Regions from separate parts of the Mus musculus genome. Here region 2 is linked to region 1. A link is a contact called in public HiChIP or PLAC-seq data. All regions are on one chromosome and are shown on one strand. Each heading gives the region's core, a stretch centred on a gene start, on an enhancer-like site or on the middle of the called end of the contact. The rest is flanking DNA. Distances are from core to core; before and after follow the strand shown. Region 1 has its middle 230 kb from the start of Gm35274. Region 2 has its middle 35 kb from the start of Gm35326.

Region 1 (7,046 bases), core at 598-3,097:
CTGCCCTCCTGCTTTTTGTTTTCCTTTGAGTGTTTCTATTGAATTTGACCAAGTACTTAATTATATAAGGTAAAATACTGAGTAAATGTAGAGCAAAGCACATTAAAATACGAATTACCATTTTGGGGAGAGACACATATGAAACACACATAGACGTGCCACGATCTATGCATTACATATATTATTGCCCATTCCTCCCGTTCTTTGAGAAGCACATGACTAGATCATTTGAGAAATAGAATGTCCCCACAAATGTCATGAAATGATAACTTCATTGTTACAATTTGTTCTTCAGAAATGCAATAAAATTTTAGCAAATATTTATTTTATCTCAAAGTTCTCTTTTATAGTAGTATTTTAAATCTATAATACTGTTTGATGTTACACAATAATTTTACTAACAAGATAGAACACAACTTTGGATAACCTCAATTATTTTCTTTCTGTTTTTTGACACTAAGTCTTGCTATATAGCATAAGCTGTTTTTCGACTCAAAATCCTCCTGCCTCAGTTTTGGAGTTGTATCATAGATGCATCCCTTGGAATTGAACTCAATTCATTGACAATTTCCTATGTATATCTAATGTATTTTATTATATCCACCCCAATTATTTTCTTTCATCCCCATTTCATTCCTCTTGAGCCTCTTATTCTTTCTCCAACATTACCCCTCTACTTGCATGTGTTTTACAATAAAAATTATCAGTTGTTTAATAAACCTTACTTCTCAAATTTACATGAGACAAGATAAGAAACTATACTTATAGTTGCGAACTATTATTGTTGTTTGGGCTTACCGATCTTTACAACATATTTTTAAGGTGTCTTTTCTCACTATAGAAGTCATTTCTTCAATGCCTTTAATAAAACACAGAAACAAAAAGCCCCGTTAACTTAACAAGAACATTCGCAGCCACTACTTGACATCTGTTAGTGACCGAGCATGGCCACTTGATATGGAAATAGCATACAATCTTCAGATCTCCACTTCTTATGATACAAAACCGTGTTCCTTGAATGGGATTCTATTGTACTGCCTCAATAAACATTTGCCTCTGTGTGTGGTTTGCACCTCAGAGACATCCAAATATTTGCTCTATCACTGTCAACCTAAGTTGTTATTTACTGAGCATACCATCCTGTCCCCAGGATGTCCCATGGTGCCTAGCATGCCTCACACCTGGGCAATGTTGAAGCATTCTCTTTCCCACCATTCACAGATCAAACACTAGTAATCTTTAAAATCCCAGACAGGTGCCATTAGCAAATTAGAAAGAATATTCATCTTTGCAACATTTCATTTTCTCAATCCTCCCTCTCACCCAGTTCAAACCAGTTTGTCTTGGCAAGCAGACTAGAAACGAATGGACTAGTTTAAAAGAAGCCACTCAACTGCATTGCAAGTGGAAAATAAAAAGAAAGACAAGAAAAGCCACCACAACATCACTTTAAAGCCTTTTTCTTGGGAAACTCAATTTAAAATCTACAGTGCACAGACATGGATTACACATTTTGCTCATTTAAACTTCCACATCAAGGTGATGCCTGGAGCAAATATTTAGTCAGGCAAATTATAATCTTATCAAAAGGAGGATTTATAAAGAGAAAAAAAAAACAGCAAGAAGCTCGCAGTAATGAGAGGAATGGTGTCTGGGTAGCGATTTCTAGTCTTTGCATTGATATTTGACAACATCCTCCTCAGCGACAGCTGCTTTATCACTGCCTTTAATGACCGTAAACCAGAAAATCTTGCATAATTCAGCGGGAATGTTCTGCAGGCCCTCCGTCTGTCTGAAGAAGTCTGCTTGGCTGAACAGTTTTGTATCCCAGGGATTTCTTGACTAACAGGTGCTCCATTACACACACCAACAATCGGCTGAGTGAGCAGGCCCATAATTCAGTGTGTATTGCTGTGTGATAACTGCTATGCAGAAATGAACTTCCTCCGAGGAAGAAAAAAAAAAAAGGAGAAGCATTTAACTTGTCCAAATGCATTTGAGCTGATGCTTTCGGAAAGACAATTAGAGTTCTGAGCAAGTGTTTGCAGTTCAGCCTCCATCCTCCTCTCACAAGTCCATGATTGTTGCTCACAGACAGAGCTACCCAGAGCAGCATTACGCTTTCCCTTTGCAGACTTGTACTACTTTTGCATTAATACATAGTGGGAATTCTATGATCGCTGATTCAAGTTGGAGCTTGAGAAACTGTCCATTCAGCTAAAAGGAAAGCGAAACAAAGTTTGCACCTAGAAACTCAATGCTGGTGCAATATCAACAAACCTGACTAAGAGTGAGTTGGGGGAGTGGGAGGTGAACAATCCTTGGTCTTCTGAATGCAACTTATTATCTCTTAAGATTTTGCTATTGAATACAAAAGCTGATTCATAGCTAAACAATCACTTCAGTTTCATTCATCTGGGAAGTTTAAGGAAGGAAGGAAGTGGTCATAGTACTTTGATGTGTGTTTGTGTGTGTTTGTGTGTGTGTGTGTGTGTGTGTGTGTGTGTGTGTGTGTGTGTGTGTGTGTTTCCACATGCCTATGGAAACAAGAAGATGACACTGACTGACCTATGATATCACTCTTAGGCTTGTCTTGAACAATAGAGTGGAGACCAGCAAGCCCTAAAGAATCCTTTGTCTCCTACCTCAACAGCACCAGGGTTACAGTCATGCAGCCACACCCAGCTTCTTATGGGACTGCATAGATCCAAACTCAAACCCTCATGCTTATGTATCAAGTCCTTTTAACCATTGGCCTATCTCTCCCACTCTGAGTACTGAGAAGTTTAAAAGGAGATTGGGGTACAATATATTGTGTGATTATACACATAATATAAAACCATAGGTTATAAGGTTACCTGACCAACCAAAAGCCCAATATTCTTATATCCAACAAGGAAGAAGCTGTGGAATGCTCCCTTGGGTTCGGTGATGGTAATAATAGCTATTCTGTATCTCACTGCAAGTATTTACAAGAAACAAATGGAAGGAACAATGTAGGATTCCTTAGAAAAGGATAATCTGTGTAGAGTATAGAAATACATTCACTGTAAAGGATGAAGATACTGATGTTTTATGAAGAAATGAGGTTGTTATTTGTGGAAAATCTTTACACAATCACTTCTGTTTTAGAGTCTATCAGCCCAGCATGGCTAGATAACATTCCTTGATCCTCTCCAGCCTTCTAACACTTCAAGATGTTCCAAGCTTCAGCCAGTATAGTTCATGTCACTCCCTTCCATAAATCTCTCCTGGAGATTTCCCCTAGCCTGATCTAGCTGTTTAAAGCTCCATAAAAATGAATACAAACTCTTAATCAATCACAGTACATCCCAAACTACAGCATGGTTCTCATCTACTTCTCATCAATGGTCCTCAAACATTTACAGATCCTGGATGACAAAGACTCATTCTGCTCCTTAATCTGATAGCTCCCCACTCTTAAGCAGAGTTAGCTGTTCTCTCATTTATTTTTCCAGCCAGTGATGGATATCCATCAAAATGCTTGAGCTTTTTGTTGTTGGGTTTTTTTGTTTGGTTGGTTAGTTGGTTTGAGTTTTTTGTTTTGTTTTTGTTTGTTTGTTTTGTTTTGTTTTGTTTTGTTTTGTCTTTTGGCCAGGGTCTCTATGTGTAGCCTAGATCTTGCTCCATAAACCAGGCTGGCCTCAAACTCACAATCCACATGGCTCAGCCTTCCAAGAGATGGGATTAAAGACATGCACCACTACTGCCCATAAAGATGAGTTTTGATTAATCATTTCTAAGGCTCATCTAAACACATAGTCACGAAACTTGATGGTATTTTTTTCCATTTGGGATAGTATCTTTATCTAGAAGAAGTTTATACAGGCAAGAATAAGCAGATATCTTAGTACATTTCAGTCTATTACAGAATGTCACAGGCCCATATGTGTCACAGCACATGTTTGTGTGAGCAAAGAGATGAAAAAATAGTTCCCTTCAACTAATAGATGTAACATATACATAAGGTCTTTGTAGGTCTCCAAGTATTAGCCACCAAATAGACATCTACACAAAATGAAGAATGAACCTAGATGTTTGCAAAGCAGGCATCTCTGCCCTTTGCAAAACTGTGGCAGGACACAGATTATTCCACGAAGTAATTGTGGGACATATTACCAGGATCATGGAGAAAAGTTCTTCTGTATTCCATTAAACATCTTGCTCACATAATGCTATGAGTCATTTCCAAGACATCTTGGAAATTAACAAGTATTAAATTTTACTAATTTTATTTATATTGCACCTCCCAAGGATGACCTCAGGCAAAAGAATTTCAAATAGTAGCTTAAGGTTTGGAGTTTCTCAGTATGGACATACTGATGAATGGCAGGGCCTTTTAGTGCATAGGCATGCTTAATAAGGACAAGAAACTTATGCACCAATATAAAGAGTAGAGATTGAAACCAGTTCATAGGATTTCATCATATGCTCCAAGGCCAATGCTTTTTTATTCTTTCTAGGACAAGTGAAGATAAAATTTCTGGTAGAAAGAAGAGAATATATATCTGTATTTATTATCATTTACAGACATATCTCTAAACACCCATACATATTATACATATGTATATACTAATTTTTATACATTATACATTATAAATACTCTTCTCAAGAAGAGTACATTAACTGGTTATCTAATATCACATTGTCAGCCCTAAAAAATGCATATAAGTAACATTATAATAGACTAAGAAGGCTATATTTAAGAATATATGTATATACATATACATATATAAGTACAATAACAATAAAAAGGAGAACATAAGATTGAAAAGAGCATATATATGGGAGGGCTCCAAGAGAAAAGGGAAGAAGAAATTATATCATAATCTCATAATAATATCTTAATCTCAAAAATAAAACAGCTAGGCATTACAAGCATAAGATCTGCTATGGTTACAGGGTCATAAATGAAATTCTAATATCTAGCCTTTTCTCCTATTCTTTGAGATTCCATCATGCATGTGATGTGCTTTCATCAAATCAGTCTCCATTTCTTTTTCAAATCTTCCCAGACTCCTCCCTACAAAGTTCTCTTTCCAAAACCTACTAAGTGGATGACTCTAAACCCGTTCAACCGCAACCAAATGGCCTTCGGTTAAAGGAGCAGATGATGTAACCACATTGACGGAGTTTCCACTTAGAGGATGGTACCTTTCCAGGACCGATTTAAATATATGCTTAAGCGATGAAATCTCTTCTGGAGGGAAAGGGTATTTATCTGAATATATCCCCAAATATAGATTGCATATTTTCACATATGTACAGAGCATGTATCCATGTGTGCACACTTTTTTCTGCTGAAAATAAGTATCCTCGCATGTAACAACTGCTCAGCTTTGTTAGTCAGTAGAATTGTAGGCTAAAAGTTAATGCATATAAAATAGAGATCCATATAAGAGTTATAATCACCAAGGTCTGAGAACACTGAATATAGACTGTTAGAAGCACTGGGTACTAGATATGAGATATTATGTATTTGTCAAAGTACAATATTTAGAAAGTCACAGAAAATTAGTTATGAAACCATTTAAACACTTTTTTAAAAAGTAAATTATTTAACAATAAAACATGCACAGTCTCTTTTGTTATATAAGAAGTACTTCAAAGCTTGCCACTTTGTAGTAGGAGGAATGCGTTATGGATATATTCTCAGAACAGAGGCGGTACTATTAATACAAAGCTCTATGATACCTTGTTGAATCATCATAAAACACAACATCGTTACTATTACCCGTAAGGGCTGGATATGATTCATGGGCTCTCAGAATAGAATTCCTTCATAGGAGGCACCATTTTGGATAGACATCCAAATAACCAAAGTGAGTCTATGCAATGTCTCCTGTATGCCAAGAATTAGGGATTACTGTTTCGATGGTTTGGTATTAATGGCATGAAATTCTACTATCAGGACACAAAGTTTCTGCATAAACATGAAAAACACAAAGTACAGAAGGAACAAGCACGACTCCATCTGTAAAAGTTGTTCAGTGTGATGAGCTGGAACACAGTGTGTAATATGATTCTCTAGCTTGGATTTTCAGAATGTTGTGGTTTTAAGAGGCCCACAAGGCAAGATCTAACTACAAGGAATATGTGCATTCTTACTTTTTTTATTTTCCCAATAGCAAAGTCTCCTAGTGATGTGAGAGGGCCACAATACTTAAACTTTTGTACTACTATTTTTAATGCTCATAAAAGAGTTATTTAGTGGCATATACCTAAAGTAAACAGTTCATTTAAAAACCATGATAAGGCCATAAATCAAGGGCACAAGAATGAAGAAAACTATACAAATTCAAGGAGCATTTAAAAGCTTGTCTCAGCATATGGATATAATGTACAGGAGGATGTTGAATTTGAATCACAGCATTTCAATTTGGGCAGCCAGCAGAGAGTTTTACACAGTAGACTTACCCAGCAGGAAAATCCCCTCAGAAGAAGAGGATTAGAGTGGAAGGCTATCAGCAATGATGTTAAGTTTATTGAATGTGAAAAGAGGGATCTCAGGCCTTTCACAAATATGGTCTCTTGTCTAGTTTTTGTTTTGTTTTGTTTTTTTGTTTTTTAATCTTAGAGTGATCCCTGTATTGAGATGGTAATTCACACCCTGTTTAAAAATAAAGAAAAGAAGCGAAGCAGATTCATTTCCCTTAACTTTATCAACATGTAACTTAGCTGCCAGAACTCTCCCTCCTACAACTCTTGACTCTAGAAAACTATCAGTTGACATGACTCCTTTCTTCATATGCATTTATAATCCTTTTACCCATCTCATTTCTGGGAGTATAGCTCATATTTTTGAATTCTTCTTAGAGAAGCCTTCATCTTTATTTTTAATTGGATATTTTATTTATTTATATCTCAAATGTTTTCCCCTTTTTTCAGTTTCCCCTCCACAAACCCACTATGCTATCACCCTCCCCTTGCTTCTATGAGGGCATTTCCCCACCCACTCACCCACACCCACCTCACCACCCTGGTGTTCCCCCCCACACTGGGGCATCAAGTCTTCACAGGACAAA
Region 2 (6,682 bases), core at 118-2,617, 320 kb after region 1:
TTTATTTTTCAATGAAAATAAAGTTGTTTTCATACAATATATTCTGATCATAGTTTCCCTCCCTCATTTCCTTCCAGATCCTTCCCGCCTCCCAATCCTCCCAAGTCTACACTTTCTTTCTCTATCTCTTAAGATAAGAGCCAGGCAACTTAAAAAGACAAACAAGCAAGGATACAACAAAACGAATAAACAAACAAATGAAAGCTAATACAGAGCATGAGAAATGAATACACATGTAGACATACAAACACGCACGCACACACACACCAAAAGCCATACAAACTCAAAATTGGAAACCATAATATACAAGCAAAAGACCAATACATAAATTAAAAATACCCAAAGTAAGCAATATGAGACAAAAGAAAAATGTATAAAAGCATCTTAGAGATTGTTTTGTGTTGACTACCCAGGGACACTCCCTTGAATGGGCCAATTTTTCCTTTGTGAGTAGTTGTTAATTGGAGAAGGATTCTTAGTTGGGAATAAGAGTGTGTCTACTTGCTGAACTCAAGAAAGGGACCCCATTTGTCTTGAATTTTTTCAGGCCCTGTGTGTGCTGCTGGTTTCCAAGTTCAAATGTGTTTAGAAATTCTTGTGTTCTTAGTATCATCCATCCCCTCTGGCTCTTCTAATCTTCCCAAGACCTCCACATAGTTCCCTGAGTTCTGAGGGGAGGGATTTGATGGAGACATCCCATTTAGGACTCTCAGTTTCTATACATTGTCCAGTAGTGCATTTCTGTAGTAGTGCATCTCGACTGCAGGAAGAAGTGTCTCTGACAAGATATTAGTTTCTCATCACAAAGATTCTATGACGTTAATGCTTTTCCCTCTATGTTATAGGTAGAAGACCTCAAGTAATAAAAATTATATTACTTAATTAGGTTAAAAAATGTGACAAATTAGCAAAAACAGAAACACAACGCGTTCCATCTCTCCATCTTTCTCATATCTCCACTATCCCATCACACCTCCCTTAGTAGAATGACAAAGTAGAGTCAACAACAAGCTGCACACAGTCTGACCTGGAAAATCGGTGGCCTTAAGTCTACAGAGATGTTCAAAACATCACCCTTAGTGTACTATCAGTGTATACACAGAATAGGAAATGGGAGAGGGAGGGCTGTCAAATTCATTTTTCCACATTAAATTTTACTATCTGCTCCTCACGTTCCAGGTTTTTAAAACCAGCATCTAAAGAGCTCATTGCTAATCAGGGTCACTCTTTTCTCTTGCATGAGCTATGAAGGGTTCCATGAGCTTTGCTACACAAACAAATCCCTGAGTCAGACTGCACTGTGGAGGAGCAGCTGTGTGGGCTCCTGCCACCCAGATTACCATATTCACCGGCTGCACAGCTGAGTGGAGGGGATTGCAGTCTGCTCTGCTACTTAAGATTCACTCAGGGCATCATTTCTGCTGAACTGCACACCCATAATGAAGACAGTCACTCTTCTCCTTCATGTCTACTTGTACTTGTTCCCTTAATGGAAGCTTCTTGCCTTATGGAGTTCAAATTAAAATGCCATTTGTCATTGAGCATTAAAAAAAAAAAATACTCCAACTGTGAGAAATCATAGCTAAATCTGGAGATCAGCCAGTGGCTTCTGGATGCCAGGCTAAGTAAAACAAGGCCCCTCAGAGAACAGACAGAGTGTTTTAACACATGCCTGGTGCTTCTTGGAGCACACCTAAAGAGCACTCGGCGTATCCGCTCAGGGAAGCCACATAGTTGGAGGATGACTTCGGTCATTTCAGATGCATCCCTGCGAAAGCAAGGGACTCTCGAGAAAAATCAATTCTCAGAGTGACACAGAGGTACTCAACAACACAAGCAAGCACTCCACTTCTCATTCTGAACCACAGAGCTTATTCAATATTAGAAAAAACAAAGATGGATGAGACACCATGCACACTCTCAAAGATGGTTGGGAGGGTGGTTGTATTGTCAAATAATGCGTCATAGGAACAACGTGAGTTCCAGAAGAAACTTCAGAAGTATCCGTCTATGGAGAACTTTCGCTTCTTTTGTAAAATGTGTAAACTCAACTAGCAGCAACCTTTAACATAAAATGGAGAATTTTTATTAACCAGAAAATGATATTATTACAATCATATGTCTGTAATAAAAGAAGAAAGAAATGGTCTATCACATGGACTACGCTGTTGTTTGTATCTTAGAACCTGCTAAATATTTGCCCAAACAAATGACTTAGATAGAGAAATGTACACATAAATATATGGAACACTTATAAGACCTCAAAATACACAACTGAAAATTATTGCCCAGGTCTTGTATCATCAGAAATTTCAGATTTTAAGGAGAATAACCTGATGTTTACACTGAAACTTTAATGAAGACTAGGCACCAAGGATCTGTGTAATTGGGACAGAATATACTGGGCTCTGTTTAACCCTGTGGGAAGAACAGTTATATTCTAAGCTATTGCAAACCAATATAGCAGTTTCCAAGTAAGGAATGGTGCCTGCATGAGACTATGGTATTCCAGGAGTCAAAATCCTGTCTTGTGCACATGCCTTTGATGGATTCCATCAGGCACTGTAGGGAGGAGGAGTTCCAAGAGAGTTTCCCAGATGGCGTGTGAGACTATGGTGAATATCAAGCAGTATTGTGACTCTGCCCATAGTCTGTTCTTCCTGAACAAAACTCCTAACTTGTCTTATGAAGGGGAACTCTTGATGTGACTTTTAGGCGCAGAGTGGGAAAAATATATTGCAACTCAACAGAGGGAGTCAGTCAAGGCTGTGTACTGATCAAAGGGCAAACCTGAAAGCTCTGAGAGACCCTCCTGAGAGTAAGATTTCTCCACACATCAGAGAACACGTACTTCTTTCCTTACCTACCCAATAAGCAGGGCCCACTTCCAGGTGAGCACAGCCTGGTACAGTGTGGTAGGTGAATTCCCTTCGATTGCTGCTCAAAGGAAAACCCTTAACTTATAGAAACACGGGAATGGAAAACATATATGTATCCAACCCTAACACCAAGATATCACAGAGGACCTTGGCATTTGTGGTGCATTCAGAGTAATTTAATTAGGAACAGCAGCCTCAATCACAGCACAACTGACTAGGGTAACTCTGCCTTCCCACCTACTTGCCTCTCTATTCAAGACATATCCAATGTACGCAGAAGCCCCCTCCAGCTTTTTCGTCTTATATTTACATAAAGAATTCCTCATCTCATCTGTAACACAAAACATTCATCCCATGATGAACTCTAATGCATACATAGCATATCTGGCTGTCAATCAAAAGGCAAAAGGAACATAACTATAAAGAGACAAAGCAATCAGAATGAGAGTTATATGTGACAACGATTCTGGAACCAGCAAGCAACAAGTTAAACATAACCATGACCAGGGTACTAATGTAAAAAGTGACCAACAGAGCTGGGATCAGCAGGTAAGTAAAGCATGCAGACTTGCCTTTGGATCCCCAGCGCACACATGGAATTAACCACATCTACAATCCCAGCTCTTGGAGACTAGAAGCTGGCTCTTTCCTGAGCTCACTAGCTATATAATCTAGCCATAATCACTGACTGAGCTCCAAAAATAAGCCCCTCCCTCAAAACTTAAGGTGAAGAATAATCAGACACTCAAAATTGACCTCTGGCCTCTACATGCACAGTCACACTTGTGGATTTGAACCCACCACACAGATACACAAACACACACATGAACACAGTCCCACGAATACATATACTATATATGCATATTATAGGAACACTTATACACACAAAGTACACAATGCACATTCAGCAGGGTCATTTTTTTCTTTCCTTTCCTTTCCTTTTCTTTTCTTTTCTTTTTGTTATTTATTCACAGGCCCCCTTCTTCTTCTCCTCCCAATCCTACCTTCCAAACCATCTTATCCCATTTTCTCCTCCTCTTCTCCTCAGAGAAGGGGTGCCCCCTCCCCTAGGAGGAACAACCTGCTCTGACACATCAAGTCACATCATGACTCAGCTAGGAGAAAGGGTCCAAAGGGAGGAAACAGAGTTCAAGTCAGAGACAGCCCCCATTCCAGCTGTTAAGGAACCCACATGAAGACCAAGTTGCACATCTGATACATATGTGTAGGGACCCCAAGTCCAGTCAATGAATACTCCGTGTTGGTAGGTTAGTCTCTGTGAGCCCCTATGGGCCCAGGTTAGTTGGCTTTCTAGGTCATCTTGTAGCATCCTTGACCTCTCCAGCTCCCTCAATCCTTCTGTGAACCTTTCATAAGGCTCCCTGAACTCTGCTAATGTTCGCATATGGGTCTCTGAATCTGTTTCCATCAGCTGCTGGATCAAGCATCTCAGATGCACTAGGCTCCTGTCTAAGAGCATAGCAGAGTATAATCAAAAGTGTCAGGAGTTGGCTCTATCCCATGAGGTGGATCTCAAGTTGGGCCAGTCACTGGTTGGTCATTACTTGCTCCATCTTTATTCCTACATGTCTTGTAGGCAGGGTAAATTTTGGGTCAAAGGTTTTGTGGGTGGATTCATGTCCTCATCCCTCTACTGTAAGTCCTGCCTAGCTCTAAGACGTGGCCATTTCAGGCTCCATATCCCCGTGCTATGAATCTTAGCTAGGGTCACCCCCATATCCTCTCAGGAGCCTCCCTTGTCCCAAGTCTCAAAGATTGCTCTCTTAGATTTCCCTTCTCTCCCAACCCTCTCACCCCCACCCCTGCTCACGTCACCCCCATTCCCCATCCCCATTCTTCCACTCCATCTGCCAACCATTTCCCTCTCTCCATCCACTTCTGAGGTCTGTTTTATTTTTCTCTTCTAAAGTGAAATTCAAATATCTCCTTTGGACCCTCTTTGTTACTTAGGTTCTTTGGTTCTATGGATCACAGCATGGTCATCCTGTACTTTATGGCTAATATCCACTTATAAATGAGTATATACCATGTGTGTCTTTCTGGGTCACTGTTACCTCATTCAGAAAGATATTTTCTAATTCCTTCCATTTGCTGAAATTTTCATGGTGTTCTTGTTTTTAATACCTGAGTAGTAATCTATTGTGTAAATGAGCACTTACTTTTTCCATTTTCCTTCCCTAAAGAAACATTCTTTATCCATTCTTTGGTTGAGGGGCAACTGTGTTGTTTCCAGTTTCTGGCTGTTATGAATAAAGCTGCTATGAACATAGTTAAGCAAGTGTCCTTGTGGGATGGTAGAGCTACTTTTGGGTATGTGCCCAGGAGTGGTGTAGCTGGGTCTAGAGGTAGAACTGTTTCAAATTTTCCGAGAAACCACCTAATTGATTTCCAATGTGGTTGTACAAGTTTGCACTCCTACCAACAATGGAGGTGTGTTCTCCTTGTTCCACATCCTTGACAGCATATGCTATCACTTGAGTTTTTTATCTTAGCCATTCTGTTGGGGGTAAGGTGAAATCTCAAAGTTGTTTTGATTTGCATTTCCCTGATGACTAAGAAAGTTGAACATTTCTTTAAGTACTTCTCAACCATTAGAGTTCCACTGTTGAGAGCTTTCTGTTTAGCTCTGTACACCATTTTTCTTTTCCAATGAACTTATTTATTTATTCACTTTAAAGTCGTGTTATTTGGGATGTTGGTGTTTAATATCCTGAGTTCTTTATAGATTTGGGATGTTAGCCCTCTGTCAAATGTAGGATTGGTAAAGATCCTCCCCCAATCTGTCATTTTGTCCTATTAACAGTGTCCTGCTATGCACACTCCAGTGAAGTCTGCTTGGCAGGCCGAGAGGCCTGGAAGCACTCATGAGGCAAAGAGTTTCAAGGAAACGTAACCTCCTGGAACCAGGCATTCTCATAACCCGTATACTCATACCCTATCCCTGCGTTAGTTTGGTGTATGGATCCATGTGCTCTCTTTTAGTATTATTTTATTATAAGTGCCTTTAAAGATTGAATTCTGACATAGGTAAGCCTCCACCAGTGTTCCAATGTCCTAGAAAATACTTGAAGCCAAGGAGCTTGGAAGAGACAGTGAAACCAATTAGGCATTACAAAGAACGGAGCTGGAATAGCTCAGGGCTGGTCTGCAGAGTGATTACTTAGGACAGTAGCCAGTCTCACCTAAACAAGGAATACACAGTGGCCTAGTTAATAGGTGGGTTTACCATGTAAGAGTTAGTGAATCCCACTGAGACAGAGATCTTCTCTACAGTCAAGTATAGCAAGCTACATAGCATATTAGAAGCAAGTTGGTGAATTCTTCTGACAAATGGAGATTTTCAACAGATACTTAAAAGAACAGCCAAGTTACATTCACACAAGAATTTATCAAGGCCTAGGAAATATGGGGGGGTTGTGGTATTGCATTATTCATGAGAAGGTCTGCTAGAGCAGAACCCCCTGGTGCTAGCTTTCACAAGGCTCAAAGGAGTAGCACAAATTGTGACTAGGGTGTGAAATCCATACCTGTCATTAGCTGACCCTAAGCAGAGCTGTTTTATCTTTACTGTAAATATTACCTGGTTCCTATAAGTCCTTTTGAAGTCATTCCTTTGTTTTGTGTCAGGTAACTTCAATGTATTTTGCCTGCTGTGACATCCTACCCCTCTGTTTTCTGTATTATATAAGACTGGTGTTCACTTTGTGACAATACATTCAGATTCTACACAATTTCTTGTGTTGATTTTGTCTGTCATTCTCTGACTCCTTGTCCACCTGTTA

The links. HiChIP or PLAC-seq counts read pairs in DNA pulled down with a chosen protein or histone mark.
Region 2: a contact with region 1 is called in an H3K27ac HiChIP or PLAC-seq map of SST interneurons, with 7 times the contacts expected there. The contact joins two enhancer-like sites. A contact is called at or near these places in 1 of 484 Hi-C or Micro-C datasets (cerebral cortex) and 1 of 115 datasets of contacts at active chromatin or transcription factors (SST interneurons).

Annotation. Positions count from the first base shown.
Region 1 is chr12:97,510,249-97,517,294 of GRCm38.p6, forward strand. No RefSeq gene overlaps it. Among named protein-coding and RNA genes, the nearest start is that of Gm35274, 230 kb to the right of the region's middle. Within about 2 kb of position 1,848, at least 10 of the 459 cell types and tissues checked have an H3K27ac peak or open chromatin away from gene starts, as enhancers often do. A contact at or near this core is called in SST interneurons, where this site is marked.
Region 2 is chr12:97,835,059-97,841,740 of GRCm38.p6, forward strand. No RefSeq gene overlaps it. Among named protein-coding and RNA genes, the nearest start is that of Gm35326, 35 kb to the right of the region's middle. Within about 2 kb of position 1,368, at least 52 of the 459 cell types and tissues checked have an H3K27ac peak or open chromatin away from gene starts, as enhancers often do. A contact at or near this core is called in SST interneurons, where this site is marked.